Linked DNA regions of Sus scrofa: region 1 is linked to region 2. A link is a contact called in public HiChIP or PLAC-seq data. All regions are on one chromosome and are shown on one strand. The core of a region is the stretch at or near the end of the contact, and the rest is flanking DNA. Distances in the headings are between cores, read along the strand shown. Region 1 overlaps AUTS2 (AUTS2, activator of transcription and developmental regulator). Region 2 overlaps LOC102168016 (a long non-coding RNA gene).

Region 1 (3,315 bases), core at 93-2,592, 2.5 Mb after region 2:
TTCGGGCAGGCGCTACACAGGGCGCTAGAGAACACATGACGGTAAATGTTAGGATGATAGTAATTGTGCATTCAGTGAGGCTGTGGCTTTGCTTTAATCCTTTCCCTGCATCTGGCGGTCACAACCAGCGCCACATTTGTGGATGGAAGGTGTATAAATGACAGTGGATTTGAGGACTAAGGGGAGGGGCACTTGTAACGGCCACTTCATGCGCTGGTATCCTTGAGCCGCTGTGTTCAGCCTTTGACCAGGCGGGGATAAGGTTGGATTAAGTACTTTCTTCGAATACTAGACTCTGGCTGCGCACCCCCCCCCCGCCTCCATTTTCAACAATGTACTTATTGAACACCTACTATGTGCCAGGTGGTTTCCATAACTTACTTTCTCATTTCTCATCACAACTACCCTGAGAGCTGGCTCTCTGCAGATGTGACTGGCCTAGTGGCAATACAGCCCCAGCCTGTGGGCCTAGTGGCCTTTCCCTGCCGCGGCGCAGTCGTGGAAGCCGCAGCTGCGGGGAGGACACGGCAGTGCCCGCCGCGCCCGCCCGCCGGGAAGGCGGCCGTGGGGACCTCGGGCCCGAGCCGCGGGGGTGGGAGGGGGAAGCGACAGCTGTCGAGGCCGAGCCCGGGGACTGCGCCCCCGCGGGGCCGACCCGGCGCCGGGGCCGAGAGGAGGGGCGGCGAGGGGCGGGGCGCGCGGGGCGGGACGGAGGAGGGGCGGCGGCACCGGCGGCTCGGGCTCGGCGCGCCGAGGAAGTCCCGCTCCGAGAGCTGCGAGCGTCTGGAGGAGGCGCGCTCGGCGCAGTCGGGGAGCGAAGTCCGGAGCGAGGGGCCCCTGTGCCGCCGCCGCCCCCTCCCGCCACCCGTCCAGCCAGGGAACCCGCGGCGCCGGCGGCCGATGGAGTTTACTTGAGCGGCGAGCCGGCGGGAGAGGCAGGCGCCCGCGAGCGGAGCGCGGGCCGGAGCCGAGCCAGCCCTAGGCGCTGCCCGTCCGCCCGCGAGCTCCGGCCGGGAGGCGCCGCCGGCCCCGCGTAGCCCGCCCGGCGCCCCGGCCGCTGCAGCGCCGCCCGCGCCGCGCGCCAGTGAGATCGGCTCCGAATAAAGACTCCCAGAGCGTCTCCTCCAGCGCCGCGGCGGTGGCGGCGGGACCGGGACCGGGACTGGTCGGCCCGCGGTGCTGCTGGAGAGGCGGGAGCGGCAGTCGGGGAGCCCGAGGCGGCCGCCGGGGAGAAGCCGCCGCCGCCGCCGCCGCCGCCGCCGCGCGCCCTCCTCCTCCTCCTCCCTCTCCCTCCTCCCCTCCGCACATGGTCTCCTTTGTCCTGTCGCCGCCGCCGCCTCGCTCTTAGCTCCGCGCGCCGCGGCCGCGGCTCGGGCCGCTCCTCTCCGCCTCGCCCGCTCGCCGGCCCGCCCGGGACGCCCCTCCGGTCCCCGCCGTGCCCCGCGGCCCCGCGCGCCGCCGGAGCCGCCCGGAGGCAGCGGGCGAGCGCCGGCTGGGCGCTCCCTCCCGGCCGCCCGCCCGTCGCCGCCGCCCGCTTGGCCTCGGCCGCGCTGGATGTGTGCAGGCGCTGGCGCTCGGCCGCCCCGGAGCTGCCGCCCGTACGGATTTGGTTGGCGTGCCTCCGCTTTCAGACTTTCACCTGGAAAGGAGAGACTCGCGCGGACGGAGCCCGGTCGGAGTTGGGCGTTTTCTCTTCGTGTGTTTGGCTGGCTTTCCCCCTGGTCTCTGACGATCCCCCATCGTGAGCCTTGCTCTGGAACCAAACCATGAACTTGGGGCTGACAGGACTGCTTAACCCTTTACGACCAGGTAATGCAGCCCCGGGGGCGCGGCTCCCTCGCTTGCCGCCGGTGGTCGGGAGGGAGCGGCGGGCCGGGGGTCTTTTGTTGCGGCGGCCGGGCCGGCGGGCAGGGGTGGCAGGGGCGAGCTCCTCGCGTCTGGCGCGCCCGAACCCCCCGCCGCCACCCCTCCTCCCTCCCGCCGCCCGCCCTCCCTCCGCGGCCCGGTCGCCCGCCTTTGTACTTTCCTCCCCTGGCCCGCCGGGCTCCGGCGGGGAGCGGCGGCGCGAGCGGCCGGAGCTACGCGGTCGTGCCCGGGGACCGGAGCCGCCCCGAGGGGCTGCGCCTGCCTCCGGCCGGGGCCTGGCACCCGCTCGGGCTAGAGCTCTGGGCGCTGCGCTCGCTACCGGTGCCGGGGGTAGCGCTTCCCCGCGCAGAGGTCGGGATCCTGGCCCGCACGCGCGGTGCCCAGGGAAGCGAAAGGAGAGCTGGGCTGGGATCGCGGCCGCTGGGCAAAGAACTCGCACCCAAGTTTCGGGGAGGTTTCTCTTTTCTGGTTGCAAAGCCCCTCCGGGTGCGGGTGCGGGTGCGGAGGGCCGTCCGCGGGGTCCGCGAGCGAAGGGAATGAAGGTGGACCTTTAACAGGAGAGGCTGCGTCCCACCCCTGTCTGCTCCTCCGAAGGCTTTTATTCGTTTTCCTCATTCTCCGTGTTCCTTCCTTCAATCTCTTTGACTTATTTAACTTTTCTTTAAACACCAACTACGGCGTCTAGCAATTTTTCAGTATTAACCCCCCCCCCATAAAAAACAGCCAAGAGGGAGCTTTGTTTTTCTATCCTTTCTAGATGCAGCCACTTCACGCCCTCACTCTCCGAAACCGAGCGAGGGGGATGAAACGAAATGGCGAGCAAAACCTGAAGTCGTTAGTATGTAGAGGTGCCCCCGTGGTAAAAAAATAAAGGAGAGGAGAGGATCTGCTCGCTAGCTAAGTCTCGGCTCGGCACGTTTCCATTAGCCGAACTGCTGATTATAAAGGGGGGGGGCAGGAAAATGTTCCAGGTAATGTAAGGAATTGCAGACTTTTTCCTAAAAACAGTGAAAAAGAAAACATCCCAAAGATTAAGATCCAGAGAACCACAAATTTGTTCAAATGCTTTCAAGCGCAAGTAGAATCTGAAAGTTCAGGGAGAAAAAGCTGAGAATGTTCTCGTAGTTCCTGCTTCAGACTCGGGCTGAGAAGCTCTTTTCTGACTTTTCAGGACAGTGGTCCGCCATGGTTGGAACCACCTGGGCGGCAGAAAGAAATGCTGCAGCTCATTTTATGATTAGCCTGAGCCCGCTGCCCTCGTTTCTTCTGGGTGTTTTTACATGGAGGCCTTTTTGAGACCCCCTGCCTCCTTCCCAGTTGCAAGGCATGTATCAGAAAATTAAAGGGCTGGAAGAGCTTTTATTAGCATACTCCCAGGTCGCCGTAAATATTCTGTCGGATTTATTTCCTTAATAATTTACTGGCTGGCATCATAATAATCACCTCCTC
Region 2 (3,505 bases), core at 73-2,572:
ACTATTTTTCAGATTCTGCATGTAAGTGATATCATATGGTGTTTGTCTTTCTGACTTATTTCACTTAGTGTGATAATCTCTAGGTCCATCCATGTTGCTGCAAATGGCATTCTTTCATTCTTTTTTATGGCCGAGTAGTATTCCATTGTATGTATATACCACATCTTCTTTATCCATTCACCTGTTGATGGACATTTAGGTTGCTCCCACCTCTTGGCTATTGTAAATAGTATTTTAGGACCTAATTTTTAATGAGTTTGACTGAGCCAGATACTGTTCTAAGCATTTGCACACACCATTTGACTTGATTCACAAAGTCCCTTTGTACTAGGACCTGTGATTGTCATTGTCAGTTGAGGAAATTGGAGTCTATTAGCTGTCTCCACCTGAATGTCCCAGTCCTCAAGTTCTAGCACTTCTACCCCCTCGGTATCACCTGAATTCTTCTTCCCTCCACCTCATCACCCATTTCTGGTTTGGCCTTCAACACTTTTCTCCTTAACAATTGCAGCATGAGATGAAGTTTGAGACGAAGTACTTCCCCTTGTCTTTGGCCTTTTATCCTGAACTTAGTCATGTGTCCTCCTAGTAACGTATTACCTGCTTCTACTTAGTTGTGCCACTGTCTACCAGCCACCCCTTCTGGGTTTACTTCTAAAAAGAGGTAGGTGTTCCTGTCCAAAGAATGCATGACCCCTCCCCATGCCAGCTTCTTCCCCTGCTGGATGAGCCATGGTGCCCAATCAGCCTGGAGCATGCCTGGAGCAGAGACCTTCTCTCCAGGTCCAGACCAGTCTCTTCTGCAGTGATTTGTACTTGGAATTGATATTGCTTGGACTTGAAATCCTCTTACATTGTCCCTCTCAGGTCCCCACTGAGCAGTTAGTCTGGTTTCGAGGAGGACACTCCATGCATCTCATAGAAAGGGCTGGAGAGGGCTGGTTTGCACACAGTCAGCTGGAACTTGTCCAGCCCTTGCTCAGGGAGTCCATCCACGGTCTGGGCCAAGGCATACTGTTCATGCTCCTTGGATGCCAGTTGGGTAGCATGCCCCACGGTCCTTGCATAGGGCTTGGGGACCTGGCAGAAGAGATGGCCAGGGACTGGGCTGGCCGGTCATTACATTTCAGGAAAGCCAGGCCCGGACCACATAGCTGGCCAGGTCCTGGGTCTGATGGGAAAGTTCTGGAGAGCAGGACTTCACAAAAGCATTCTCGGGTGTTATTAAAGCAGCATGTTCTTGTGGAAGCAGAAGAGACCAGCCACTGTTCTCTGGTGTTTGCTCAGAGCCCCAGTGACCCTGGAGGTTTTGTTCCATTTGGTTGACAGTGTGTGATGATAGCATATGCGGCAGCTGAGCCAGCTCAGGCCAGTTGCAAATCACAGGGCAGGGCTATCCCTGGGGGAGGAATGAGTTTCAGATTTCTACCAAGAAATAATCAGCAAATATCTTCCAGAAATTTCAAGTTCCAAAAAGTGTGGCCACGTACATTCCTCCACGGTTGGCAGGAGGATTCAACAAAACCATCCTCCTCCCTCTGGAGAGGAACTTTGTCATAAGCACCAGAAACCTTGGACATGTTCAAATCTTTTAATCCTTGGACCATTCCAGTAATTTGTCTGAAAGAAAGAATTAGAAAAGAATATCAAGAATTATACACAACATGGTTGACATAAGGTTTTTATAATAGCAGAAACAAAAACAAACTAGGAAACAAAACACACACATGCATGAAAACGGCTTAAATGTCTAATGATTGGTATTAATTTAATTTAGTACACCCATGTCAGGCTCTATTTGGCCATTTAAAAAAGCATATTTTCCAGGAAATATGAGAGACCTAGGAAAATGCTCATGCTACAAATTAATCAGATAAAACCAATATGCATGAATAGAAGAAACATTGAAAGAGAATATCCCCAAATATTAATAATCTCGCTAAGAAATGGGGTTATGGGTGATTTCTCTATTATCCGTTGGACTTCTACGTGTGTTTGAATATTTTCAACATGATATGCTGATGTTGTCATCTTTAAAAATGACGTCTACAAAATACGAAAGACCTCCACAGGGTCCGTCTTTCCTCAGTGTGGGGTTCAGGAGAACAGACTCTCCCTATTGTGCAGATGTGCCTTTGGATTTTATTGGAAATGAGGAAACCAGAGGATCATGGGAATGGAGAGCAAATATTCATGCAAGAAGCTTGAGATGATATAACTATCTTCAAACATCTGATATGTAATCAGGCCTTGGGATGTCCCAAGGGCCAGGTCAGAACTGTCCAAAATGAACCAAAGAGGACTTTTTTTCTGCCCCACCTTCATGCATGCTCCTGTTGCCACTGGCAGGTTTTTGAATGGCACCACTCCAGCCAGAAATCTGAAATCGCCCCTGACTTCTTTCTCTGCCCCACCCAGTCGATCTCCCACAGGGTCCTCTAAACTTTCCAAAGAAATGTCTTCCACATCATCGCTGTGCTATTTCAGGACCTCTACCTCTCTTGACCAGGCTACTGGAAAGATTTCCAGCTGGTCCTCTTTCCATTTGCTCCTATCACGACAGCCAGCCTATACGCTTGGAAATTTAGATCTCTGTCTACTTTGCCCTCCCTCGAAACCCCTCCGTAGCTCTCTCTTGTGTTCAAGGTAACATCCAAACTCTCAGTTTATCAAGTTCTTCTCAATCTGAACCGAGCCTAGTTTCACGGCCTCATCTCTCTACTTTTTGCTTCCCACCCCTTCAGCTTCGCAACTGACCCTGAAGGTGCCAGGTCCTTTCATGGACCCCCATTCCCGTCTGCCTCGTTATCCTTCTTCCCTTCTCCAAATGGGAAATCCTTTTCACCCCTCTGGAGTTAGTTCGCTGTCATCCCCCACCAGGCAGAACACATTTCTCCCTTCTCTGAGTTTTCTTAGAACCGTGTGATGCTTCTCTTCTCGTTTGACACATTAACTCATTTGGGGGGTTCAGATCTCCTCCACTAGAGCATCAAGTCCTTGAGACAAGAGCTGGTCCATCTTTGCCTTTCATAGTCTCCAGCATGGCGCCTGGTAGGTGGTGGTACTTGTAAGTGTTTGTTGAATGGACGAATGAAGTTAAAGAGAGGAAAGTTGTGCCTCATCATGAAGAAGAGTCTTCTAACCTCCACTAGGATTATAGTATTTGATTTCCAGTACCAACTCAGAGCAGCTGTAAGTGGCTCTCCTCTATGCTTTGTTCTCGAGGGGTTTAAGTGTGCTTTTCAGATAAGGGATAAGATGTTTCAGTTATTTTGGGATGTTTCAGTTATTTAATGCAGTTGAACAGATCACCTCCAGCGTTAGAAGCTTAGAACAATAATGATTACTTATTTTGCTCATGAATTTGAAATTTGAGCAGGACTTGGTGGAGATGGCTATGTTGGTTCCGTGTGGCATTGCTATTACCAAGATGGTGCCCTCACATGGCTGGCAAGGCAGTGCCGTTGGCCAGGGGCCTCAGTTCCTCTCTGTGTGGGCATTTCCA

The links. HiChIP or PLAC-seq counts read pairs in DNA pulled down with a chosen protein or histone mark.
Region 1: an H3K27ac HiChIP or PLAC-seq map of skeletal muscle shows a contact between it and region 2, with 12 times the contacts expected there. The contact joins two enhancer-like sites. A contact is called at or near these places in 1 of 47 Hi-C or Micro-C datasets (embryonic fibroblasts) and 1 of 2 datasets of contacts at active chromatin or transcription factors (skeletal muscle).

Annotation. Positions count from the first base shown.
Region 1 is chr3:14,700,354-14,703,668 of Sscrofa11.1, forward strand. All of the region lies in intron 5 of AUTS2 (AUTS2, activator of transcription and developmental regulator), which reads left to right. Among named protein-coding and RNA genes, the nearest start is that of GALNT17, 320 kb to the right of the region's middle. Within about 2 kb of position 1,343, at least 47 of the 83 cell types and tissues checked have an H3K27ac peak or open chromatin away from gene starts, as enhancers often do. A contact at or near this core is called in skeletal muscle, where this site is marked.
Region 2 is chr3:12,175,384-12,178,888 of Sscrofa11.1, forward strand. The region is part of intron 4 of LOC102168016 (a long non-coding RNA gene); the gene reads left to right. Among named protein-coding and RNA genes, the nearest start is that of CASTOR2, 140 kb to the left of the region's middle. Within about 2 kb of position 1,323, at least 4 of the 83 cell types and tissues checked have an H3K27ac peak or open chromatin away from gene starts, as enhancers often do. A contact at or near this core is called in skeletal muscle, where this site is marked.